Regions from separate parts of the Mus musculus genome. Here all the other regions are linked to region 2. Evidence: chromatin contacts called from public Hi-C and promoter capture Hi-C data. All regions are on one chromosome and are shown on one strand. The core of a region is the stretch at or near the end of the contact, and the rest is flanking DNA. Distances in the headings are between cores, read along the strand shown.

Region 1 (2,700 bases), core at 6-2,505, 1.3 Mb after region 2:
GAGGCAGCGGAGACCCGGCGCGGGCGAGGGCTGGTCCTCCCGGTACAGGTGGCCGTTGTCCCAGAAGCAGCCTATGAGGAAGAGGAACCCGCCCGAGACTCTTAGTGCGTTTCTCTGGCCCCGCGGGAGAAAGCCCTGTGTACCTCAGAGTGTCACGCCCCTGGCGGCGTTTGGTCCACACACAACACTCGATTTAGCTTTCTTCTTCCTTCCCTTCCCTTCCCTTCCCTTCCCTTCCTTCCTTCCTTCCTTCCTTCCTTCCTTCCTTCCTTCCTTCCTTCCTTCCTTCCTTCCTTTTAAAAAAGCTTAAGATCGCTGCACAACTGCAAAGGGTTGTTATTCTTGGACTTGGGACCACTTTGAAGGTACAAGAAGGTCTTTCTCCCTAAGGTCTTTCTGTGGAGATGGTGAGTTTGGTTCTGGGCAGTCAGACATGGAAGTCATCCCAGTGTTGAGAAGTCAATGTTATATAAACTGGTGTTCCCTTCTCTACGAATACAGCCACTTTCTGCTAGTTTAACAGACACCGCCAGCTCCCAAGAGAATTCCACAAAAGCCTTTGATTCAGGGAAGCAAAAGATCCAATAGAGACCCCAGCTGAGGGTCTCTGCCTCATCTCTTAAGCTCCCACTCCCCTCAGCAGAGAGCCACGGGAGGAGGCTGGAGAGGGGAGGTTCGTGCGCCTGCCACACAAAGCAAACGGACTTTAAAAGGGTAAGACTCTGGGGAGTAGAAGAGACGAATTCCACTCCATCCACTCGTGTGAAAGGAAAGGGAAAGAGAAAGTGACTACTTGTCTTTGTTCTTAATGGCAAAGATGGAGCTGCAAGCCTCTGGCAAGGAAGGAGAGAGGAGAGAAGAATGCTTTCGTAGGATAACGAGAAAAGCAGCCAAAACCTTCCTTCCCTGTCGGCCTGACCACGTTTGGGGAATCTGTTTCATTTAAGTTGCTGCAGAAAGGGGGAGAAAACGTAATCTCACCTCCAGATCCATAGGCTTCTGCCAGAAGCATGTTGCTGAGAAGAAATGTGTGTACCCAAGCCAACAGCATCCTCGTCTCTTCGGCTCGCAGGTGACTCAACAGCCAGTGTCCAAATGGGGGGGGGGGGTCCTCCTTGGCAGCAGTTTTGTCTCCTTGCAGTCAGACTGGCCGGCCCCTGTTATGCTCTTCTGGTAAACAGCCTCTCTTTAGAACTGGGAGCTTCCCAGCTAGCTTGCTGCAGCCGAGGTGTTTTTCAGCTGAAAGGCGCCCCCTGGGTCCTAAGCCTCCTAGACCTTACCAGATCACTAACCCTGAGCCAAGAGAGGAACTCAGCCAAGCCGAGAGTGGCAGAGAGGTTTTGCTTAGCAGCAGCTCCGCGTGAGACCTGCACAACTGCATGCCCAGGGCTTTTCTTCCTTTTCCACCAGTGTGAGTACAGAGTCACTGTGTCAGAAGGCATCGTGGAGTGGGGTGGATTAGGAGCCCCAAAAGCACTACACAGTTGTAAGAGCGGATGCTGATTGCAGAAGCAGGAAGAATTTAAGACCACATAGACAGCACAACTAAGAATTATCTGTCTGGAAGCAATATATTTAAATTGTACTTTGCTAGGGCCAGTTCAGTCACATTCCTTTACTAACATTTGAGGTTTGGGTTATCCATATATAGTAGGAACACAGAAAGGGTATCATTAGCTGAAAATACATGTTACACAAACATTGAATTCCTTTAGCTATATTGTAAAGTCCACCCTTTTTACCAGCCCAGAAGTAAAATGTCTTCCTTCCAACTCCCCTCAAGCAGTATATAGGAAATCTAGTTGCAATAATTTGTGTCTACAGTTAAACCACATCCACATAACTTAGGGCTTTTGGAGTTTCTATTTGGCTGGCAGTTGAAGTTCCCAAGCAGCCTCAGTAAACTGAGAGAACAGGGTGGTTTGCCAAGACTACCTTGTGACTGGGGCAAATCCAAGAATAGAAACTCTGTTTTGATCTTGCCACAATGTAGGGAGGAAAAAAATAACACTATGAAGTAAGTTTTATAGACTTTATCATAGTGGAAAGCTAATGTGATTCTAACTATGAGAAGTGATTGAACCCTGATGTGTCTTTTAAGAAGAAAAGGGTTATTTTTATTTGTGGGTTTATCTGTGTCTGTACTCAGGCCATAGGAAAACTTCAGGGCCTCAAGAACTGGGGTTATAGGCAGTTGTCGACCATGGGAGGTAGCTGAAGTAGGCAGTGGAACTCGGGTCAGCTCTTCTTGAAGAGCAGCAAGTACTCCTAGTCTCTGAACCATGTCCCCAAACCACCTGACATGCCTTTTAAAACCATTGTCCGGACTGGGGAGGTGGCTCATTAGTTACGAGCACTTGTTGCTCTTGCGGAGCACTTAGTTCAGTTCCCAGCACTTAGCATAAGGCCATCTGTGTCCAGATCCAGAATATGGACTCCCTCCTCTGATACTCAGTCATGCACATACACATATGCTGGCAAAACACACATATAAACACCGCCCCCCAAAGAGTGCGTGTGTGTGCGTGTGGGGGTGGGGTTGGGGAGGGGTGGGGGGGTGTGCATGTGGTGTGTATATATGTGTGTGGTATGTGTGTGTGTAGGGTCAGATCACATGGTGTGTGCCCATGTGTGTAAATAAGGAAGTCAGAACAGGATGCCCAGTGTCTTACTACCTTGAAACAGGTTCTCTTACTGGAC
Region 2 (2,700 bases), core at 199-2,698:
ATGTGAACCCGGGATACAAAACCAAATGAGCAGAGCAGCTCGTCAGTGTTCCCACCCAGTGTTCTCTTTTTTTAAAATAACACCTTGGCCTTATCCACAGGAAGGACATGTGTATTGGGCCAGCCATGCAATGGAGATCAACGAACCCTTTCAAAAGGCATGCCAGCAAAAGAGCATATGACACACATGAATACATCAAGGCTAGGAGGAGGAAGTCACTATGTCCTCACAGACAAGCTGAGGATATGACCAGCTATTTCTTACCAGGTGATATAAAACATATTGACAAGTCAATATGTCTGGCCCAGCCCTGGCAATATAAGACATATTGATAAGACAAGAGCAGCATGTTTGTTAGATACTGAGTGCTCTTCTAAGTGCTTTTCTTGGCATTAACATAATTTTGTTTTCAAATACTAGGAAACAAGGTCTTGCCATATAAACTGGCTCTTAACTGTAGCAATCTCCTGCCTCAGTGTCCTGAGTGCTGGTATACACTACTATATGCAACATCACACACCACTCTTTCCTCGCATTCATTCATATATATATACATATATATATATATGAATCAATTAATTAATTAATTTTGTTACATCGTAGACAGGGTCTCATGTAGCCTAAGCTGTTTTTGAACCAATCTTTCTGACTCAACCTCCTGAGTGCTGAGATTACAAGTATGTGTCATCACATCTGACTCTAGATGCTTCAGTCCCAACTATGTACGCAGGCACTAGACTTTGAGTTTTAAAAGGACCAGGACCGGTGTGCACCACTCTACAGTCTATGCTGGGCAAAGCAGCAGAGGCCAATCAATAGTTAACTGTTTCCGGGTGGACGGGTGGAGGGTCGTGATATAATCAACAGTTGTAATATGCCAGAGAGCATCTCGGAGCTACTGTTGCTTTAGTTTCTCTATCAGAAAACCTTCTCTGGTCTTCTCCCTGTAGTCTCTCTCCTTGTTACTCACTGTCATATCTTTAATGTGTAACTGTCTCCTTCCTCTAGACTGTAAGCTTCACGAGAGCAGAGCCTCGTCTGTCCTGCTCTTTGTACCCTCTGCGCCTAGGTCTGTACTAGGCACGTGGCTGTCGATCAACAAATACATGCTGAACAAATGAATGAACATGGAGGAAACTGAAGCTTGGGAGAAGGTGGTGGGGACCGGGGATCGTCCCAGGTCTCTCTAGGACCAAGCCTTAAAATGAACCGGAACTCCAGGCTCTGGTTCTCCAAGTGGGGGGAATCACAGCGGCTGGGGCAGTGTAAGCCTGGCTCCGCCGCGAAGCCCGTGGGCTGGAGGGTGCCGAGGGCGCCCGAAGCACGGTCCTGGCTCCTCCCGAGCACCACCGGTGGGGCCCCGGCACGTACTTACCTCCCCGGCTCCACACCCGAGATGTTCAGCTGCAAAACACCACAGCTTCCACAGATCCAGCACTTCCGGGGTCAAACTGCGATTCCGTAGGCGCAGAAAGGAAGCCAACCTGCTCTGCCTGGCCCCGCCCCCGGCGCCAACTGTGGAGGTGGGGAATGCCACGGCCACGCCCCACAGAGACGACCCCGCCCCCTGGAGGCGCAGGAATTTGACCCTGACCACTCCCTCTTGGTGGCCACCCTCCTGGGTTAAGGCAATCCAGTTTGGGAAGCTCTCAGAAATCCAGGCTTCCACCCTACTCAGTTACCAGTTTTCAAATTTAATCCAGAGAAGTTTGAACGAGTCAAAATCACAAATGTGACGTTGAGAGAGCAGAGGAAGGCAGATGAGCTCGTATAGTTCACTTACCGAACGCTCTAAAACAGTTAAAAATGTGTAGTTATGGCTTTTGATGGTGGTTACTTCTTAGGTTAGTAAACAGGAAGATCCCACAAATGAAAATGGAGGTCTTCATCTTGGCGGTGGCCACATACACAGACGGACAGATGGGTTTACTTAGGCAGACTTAGCAAATTGTACACTTAAGATTTGTCCATGTATTTAGCCGGGTACACTGTAGGCAAGCTGACCCAAAACTCACTGTGTAACTCAGTATAGCTTGGAACTGATGACTATCCTCCTGCTTCAGCCTCGCAGATGCTGGAGTTAAAAGTGTCTACCACATGTTGTTTAAATCAGAAAGGCTGAGTATAGCTATTTTAAGAACAGGATACATTTTTTCCAAAGAAATGTCTCAGATGGTGAAGAGCTAGTGGCTCCCAAGGCTGGATAAGGATCATCACAGAAAACTAGTGGGTAATAGCCAGCTGCTGCTGCTGGTGCAGCCTGTAATTCTAGCCCTTGGGAGGCTGAGGAATGACTGAGGGTTCCAGGACAGCCAGGGCTATACTGTGGAAGGGCTCACATTGTCAGGAAAACAAGCAAATAGTTGTGAAGTAATGGGAGAGATGTTAAGCGGCTGAATTAGTGGGTAGATGGGCTCTAAACCAGAAATGGGAGGAGTGTGCTAATTGGTTATATTTCACCACGAAAAAAGTTCTCACAGACTTTGCAGCTTATTACAAAACAGCCCACATTTTCTTTGATTAAGAATCTAAACCTGACTGGGTGGTGGTGGCACAGGACTTTAATCCCAGCACTAGGGAGGCAGAGGCAGGCTTATCTCTGTGAGTTCAAGGCTAGCCTGGTCTACAAAGTTAGTTCCAGAACAGCCAGGGCTGTTACACAGAAACTCTGTTTTGAAAAACAATAAATAAACAACGGAT
Region 3 (2,700 bases), core at 124-2,623, 1.1 Mb after region 2:
CAATCCCGGAAACAGGCACCCACCTCGGCCATTCATTGATCTCAGCCAGCGCGAGCAGGCGGTTCACTGGAGCAATCGGCTTCCCACTCAGGTAGGGAAGACTAGGAAACCTCCACAGCCGGCGTCTTCGTCGGTTTGGCGCATTTCTTCTGCCTCCCCCGCAAGGGGCTTCCTTCTCTAGGTCTTATTTTCCAATATATAAGGTGAGAGGACCACCTCTTGGGGCTGTGGGAGGAAACAAAAAGACTTTAAATGGACACAGGTCCTCTCTTTGGGTGTGTAAAGGTTGGTCTTGGAGAAATCTGAGTTGGAGCTCTCTGAGAGACTACAGGAGCCAGCTCAGCCCTACCTCAGTTCCACATTATAGTGTTAGCAGAGATTAGAATCCCTGCTAGGTGGGATGAACCTCGACTCCATTACCCATAGGCTTTTGTCTCATCTGTATAAGGGAACAGTCAAATCTCATTAAGTTGTTATGGATATTATAATCTGATACACAACACACAACACACACACACACACACACAAGAAATACGTTGGTGCTTTTATGGTTTTTATTTGATTTACAGTTTTTATTTATCAAGCTGGACTCCAGACTTTATCTGCCCAGGCTCCACCCTACTTTTTTCTTAGGCAAGACCAGTAGGGCGGCTCCACAGCCTCCAGGATGACAGGGAAGCTTTCCCTCCAGGGTCTGAGCTCTTGGGTCTCCTGGTTGACTCTTTGTATTGTCTCCTTGGGATCTTCAGTTTCCCCCATTTGTTGAGTTGCGAGGTTCATACTCCCTATTTAGAACTTCGGGGGTCTCAGAGGCAGACTTTAAAGAATTTGGGAGAGCATGCTACATATATGAGCAAGGAAGGTACGATATGATTGATCCTGCTCCATCTCAGATGTCCTGGGCGACTCAATAATTGTCAAAATGCTGCTGGTCACCCAGTCTCCTTACCCTGAGGTGGCACAGACCAGGTGTCCCGAAAGCGCCCTTTGAGCGTTGAGTTGACTGGGCAGTCTGTGTACTAAGGCGCCTAGTGGGTGGAGTCCGGAGAAAGGATGTGGTCTCAAGAACAAAAAGGAGGGCAGGGAGGGGCTGTCAGGACCGCTCAGGGCTTACAGGATCCCAAGATACTTATTTGCCCGGTTTGTGGCACATTCCGGACTTTGGCTTAGAGCCTGTATCCTGGTGAAGCCCACCCGAGGATGTCTAGGACCTCGCAACAGCAGTCCCCAAAACTACAATACCCAACATGCCTGTACAGTGAGGGGCTGGAGTCTTTTGGGGGCGGGTCCTAAAAAATTGAATTTTCCCAATGGGACCAGAGCAGGGGCGTGTCTCAACAGAGAATTGGCTGGGACAGCTTGGCAGGGCGGAGCCAGCCATCTGGCTGGCGCCGCGGGACAGGCGTCTGCAGCAGAGTCCAGGGTACGTTGCTGAACCGGCCTGGGCTCCTGGGCTGCGGCTCCTCCCGTCGGTCTGCCGGTCTCTACTGCATCTACCGGGTCCCGACCAAACTAACACGAAACTGCGCCGGAACGGCGGGCCGGACTGAGAGGTGGGTATGAGGATCTCGGGTCTACTCTAGGAGTCCGGATGAGTCCGGGGAAGGGGGTGTGAAACCTGGATGTCTGGACAGGGATTCTGAAACTCCCAGGTCCGGGAACCCTAGCCAAATCACGAGAACTCCAAAGACACATGGTTGAAGTTCTGAGACCCTGGGGAAAGAGTCTTGAAGAGACTCTATGGACTTGGAAGAGGCTTCTCGATCCCCAGAGACACTAATCTATAGGGAGCTGATACCTCGAGGAATCTTTCCCAGATCCTGACCCATCTCTCGCAGGGCCTTAACAATCCCCAGGACTGAAAACTCTGTAGCATGAAGCCATGAGAATGGTGGCAAGCAGTGGCAGGAATTTCTGAGCAGACAGTCCCGAGTATCACCTAGGTTTGGAACTAACAACACCCTTACCCAACATGAAGAAGCATAGCATGTCCACAATACTTAAGATTGGGCACTGGGGAGGGGTAGTTACCCCAGACAGAGTATCTAGACTAGGAGGTAAAGACTCTAGCAGTGCCTTCCAACTCCAACTAGTGCGCACTGGGACTCCCCCAGACCCATTCACCGGATGGGGTGACTCACACCAAGTGACTGTTGTAGAGAGGGAGTGGATGATTTCGGGATGAATCAATGGAGGTGGGGGGTCCAGAGGCCATTTCAGTCACCACATTAGCAAAACATCCAGGTGTGCTAGACCATGGAACCACAAATTCCAGAGACACTGGGGACTCCAGGAAGGAGTGATTTGGGCTAGAGACTGGCACCAGATTTAGGAATCCATTTTGACGGTCAGTGGTTGAACAAGAAACAAACAGCCTGGAGTCTTGGGCAGCATCTTGGAAGGGGACTTCAGAAGGCAGAAGTCACCAAGATTTGTGTTAGGTTCTTTCTGCCCTTTGAGTCTGAGTTTTTCTGACCCCCTGTGATGAATCTTTGACCATCTCCCATCCTCTCAGTTTGCCTGAAGTCCAGAGGTTGGGTGGGTCAGCTTCCCAAGGCCCTTCCAGTTGGAAAGTGAACTGTGAGTGAATTCTGAGTGTGTGAATGGACAGGGAGAGAGGGACACCTGGCTCCCCAAGGTCAGGTCTGCTGACATCAGGGAGGAAAGGAGTCAAAACTGAAGGCTGGCTCCAAGAACTGC
Region 4 (2,700 bases), core at 60-2,559, 1.1 Mb before region 2:
ATTGTTCAATTATCTCTTCGGTGCTTTATAATCTCTTTGGTGTTTAATATTCTTTTTTTTTAAGATTTATTTATTTTATTATCTGTAAATACACTGTAGCTGTCTTCAGACACTCCAGGAGAGGGCGTCAGATCTCATTACCGATGGTTGGGCGCCACCATGTGGTTGCTGGGATTTGAACTCAGGACCTCTGGAAGAGCATTCAGTGCTCTCAACCACTGAGCCATCTCTCCAGCCCGGTGTTTAATATTCTTAGTGGTGAAGAGAATACTATCTCAATGTTGGGCCCTGCCCCGCATGGTGGTGCACACTTTTAATCTCAGCACTCTGGAGAAAAAGCAGGCAGGTGGAACTCCATGAATTCAAGGCCATCCTGGTCTACACAGCAAGCTCTTGGCAGGACAGTGTTAAACAGAGAACCTGTCTCAATGAAAATAAAGAAAAAGAACTTGAAGGTAGGAAGGTGGGGAGGAGCTGGGAAGGGAAATTATAGTGACACATAGTTTGTATTTTTTTTCTCATTTTCTCAACAGTTCATTACTACCGTTTGATTTGATTTTACTGGTTATGAGTTCTGAAATGACATGATTGGACTAATGCTTTTATGTCACAGAAAGGAAAATGCACTGTATGAAAAAAATAAATTGAAAAAACAACTTAATGTGATAACACAAAAATGCCACCAGCAGTGGTTTGCACTGCATAGTCCAGAGTTTGTTTCTTTAAATTAGGTATTTTCTCTTAAAAGATATAATTTGTCTTTGAAACTAATTTAGCAGGGGCTGGAACCAAGCCTCAAAATTTTACATGCCTAAATATTCATAGCTTGTAGGTGATTCTGGGAAACCCCACTGCACAAGTTCTAAACTTTTTATTTCTATGTAATACAAGATAAGGCTTAATATACACACTTAAAAAAAAAGTGGGAAACCAGCTCAGAGGCCAACATTACTCCACCCCGCTGCGAACTAGTAGCAGGAGAGATGTTGTTTTCCTTTAGAACAGCAACACTGTACACCCCAGAGGTAGAGGAAAGTGCGTTTCTTACAGAAATTAACATCAGAATGCGGGGACTAGAGGGTGGTGTCCAGCAGTCTGGCAGCTGTCAGTGGCCCCAGGGCAGGTCTGGCTCCGCAGGTGAGTTCCAGCCTCCGGGCAGCGGGCCGGCCTGGCCGGTGGCTGCCGTAGGTAGTGCTCTGGGCCCAGGGCGTCCTCTCCCTCGCCCCAGGCGCCCGCCTGCCCTCCACTGAGCTCAGCCCACGGCGCCCGACGCCCTAACGGAGCGGGCGGGGGCGGCCTACAGGCCCCTCCCCGGCGCCCGGCGGCAGCCGCGCAAGCAGCGGAGGAGGCGGGAGCGCCCAGGCCGCTGCGCTCATGGCGTCGCCGGGGTGAGTGAGGCGCTCCGGGTGTGCGGGGGGCGCCTGTTGGGCGAGGGGCGGGCGGAACTGTGCGTGTCCACCACCCGGCGCCCCCTTGGCCTCGGCCGGACCCCGGCTGACTCTGTCCCGCCAGGTGCCTGTCCACGACCCGCGGCCTCCCCCGCCGACCTTGGGCGGTCGTAGCCGGGCCAGGGTCTCCCGGCAGGGCCGCGGGCAGGACCAGCCAGGACAGCGGCCGGTCAGGGCCGGAGAAACGGGTTCTGGAGAGGGGCAGCAAGGAAGCTGCGGGAGGGGACTCGGGGTCCTAGGGCTCGGCTGAGGCCGCAGAGCGGCTTAGCAGGCCTGACGTGTGTTTCTGGCGTTTAGACTTGCTTGCGTTGGAAGTTGATGCTTGGGTTCACAGTCATTAGGGGACATCCCCAGGCTGTCCCACGTCAGGGCAAGTGGGGCTCAGCTGGACTGGACCCTTGTCCAGAGTGAAAAAGCGGATTCGGGATCTAAGACTGCCTGTGTTGGGGTGGGGGTGGGGGTGCTTCTGTGGGATGGCTACACTTGTTCTGGTATTACCTCTTTCCTAGTGCTCGTTCTCTCTCCCAAATAGTGTTCTTAGGAAATTATATAGTGACACATAGTTTGTATTTTTTTCTCATTTTCTCAACAGTTCATTACTACCGTTTGATTTGATTTTACTGGTTATGAGATCTGAAATGACATGATTGGACTAATGCTTTTATGTCACAGAAAGGAAAATGGGTCTCAAGGTCATCGCTATAGGTGGTAAACATCTTTTTGACTGTACGCCATCATTCAGAGGGTCTCAGACCCAGTAGTACTGGTAGCAGCCCACGCTGTGTATCATTGCAGTTAGAAGACTTACAGGTGCAGGAGGACTTCTGGGGGAAGCATGTAGAAGTTAGCTCTCCCACAAAGGCAGACTTCACTATGCTAGGGAGTGATTTGGCTCGGTACAGTGGTCTGAATGAAGGTGAATGAAGCAATCTGAACTTGATCCAGGCCTGCAGGCGCCAGTCAGATCATGGGCAATTTCCACCTGCCTAATGCCTTTCTAGGCTCGAGGGCAAGCAGGCACTTCTGAGACCAGGCCTTTTTCAATGCCAGCTGGGTATCCAGTACTTTGAGCTCATAAGGAGAATAAACTGTGATCCATCCTGGGCAGGCCAGGCTTTGGACCCAGAGGGCCAAGGTCCCTCTACATTCTTGCCCAGCCTCATAGGAAAGTGTAAGGCAGTGTTTGAGCCTGTGGCAGCTGCCATTAGGCTTGTAAGACAGCTTAGTACATTTTGTGTCTAAACACACTGCT

The links. Promoter capture Hi-C pulls out the DNA fragments that hold promoters and counts their contacts. Hi-C and Micro-C count contacts between places; a contact is called where the count stands out from the background. Capture Hi-C pulls out chosen DNA fragments and counts their contacts.
Region 1: a contact with region 2 is called in a promoter capture Hi-C map of liver, with 2.5 times the contacts expected there. The contact joins the promoter of Pik3ip1 here to the promoter of Ascc2 in region 2. A contact is called at or near these places in 2 of 39 promoter capture datasets (both in liver) and 1 of 115 datasets of contacts at active chromatin or transcription factors (astrocytes).
Region 3: a contact with region 2 is called in a promoter capture Hi-C map of liver, with 2.8 times the contacts expected there. The contact joins the promoter of Smtn here to the promoter of Ascc2 in region 2. A contact is called at or near these places in 2 of 39 promoter capture datasets (both in liver), 1 of 115 datasets of contacts at active chromatin or transcription factors (astrocytes) and 2 of 9 other capture datasets (adipose tissue and liver).
Region 4: a contact with region 2 is called in a Hi-C map of B cells, with 6 read pairs. The contact joins the promoter of Urgcp here to the promoter of Ascc2 in region 2. A contact is called at or near these places in 1 of 39 promoter capture datasets (liver) and 1 of 484 Hi-C or Micro-C datasets (B cells).

Annotation. Positions count from the first base shown.
Region 1 is chr11:3,329,286-3,331,985 of GRCm38.p6, reverse strand. Pik3ip1 (phosphoinositide-3-kinase interacting protein 1) reads right to left here and starts at 1,255. Exons shown (of 6, transcript NM_178149.4): 1 at 982-1,255; 2 at 1-71. The coding sequence starts at 1,051. Gm12592 (predicted gene 12592) reads left to right here and starts at 796. Exons shown (of 2, transcript NR_165248.1): 1 at 796-1,072.
Region 2 is chr11:4,636,498-4,639,197 of GRCm38.p6, reverse strand. Ascc2 (activating signal cointegrator 1 complex subunit 2) reads right to left here and starts at 1,448. Exons shown (of 20, transcript NM_029291.2): 1 at 1,376-1,448.
Region 3 is chr11:3,537,965-3,540,664 of GRCm38.p6, reverse strand. It overlaps Smtn (smoothelin), which reads left to right and starts at 1,373. Exons shown (of 20, transcript NM_001284427.1): 1 at 1,373-1,553. Gm11946 (a long non-coding RNA gene) reads right to left here. Exons shown (of 6, transcript XR_001780145.2): 3 at 950-2,700; 4 at 24-225.
Region 4 is chr11:5,739,785-5,742,484 of GRCm38.p6, reverse strand. Urgcp (upregulator of cell proliferation) reads left to right here and starts at 1,309. Exons shown (of 6, transcript NM_178623.3): 1 at 1,309-1,388. The coding sequence starts at 1,375.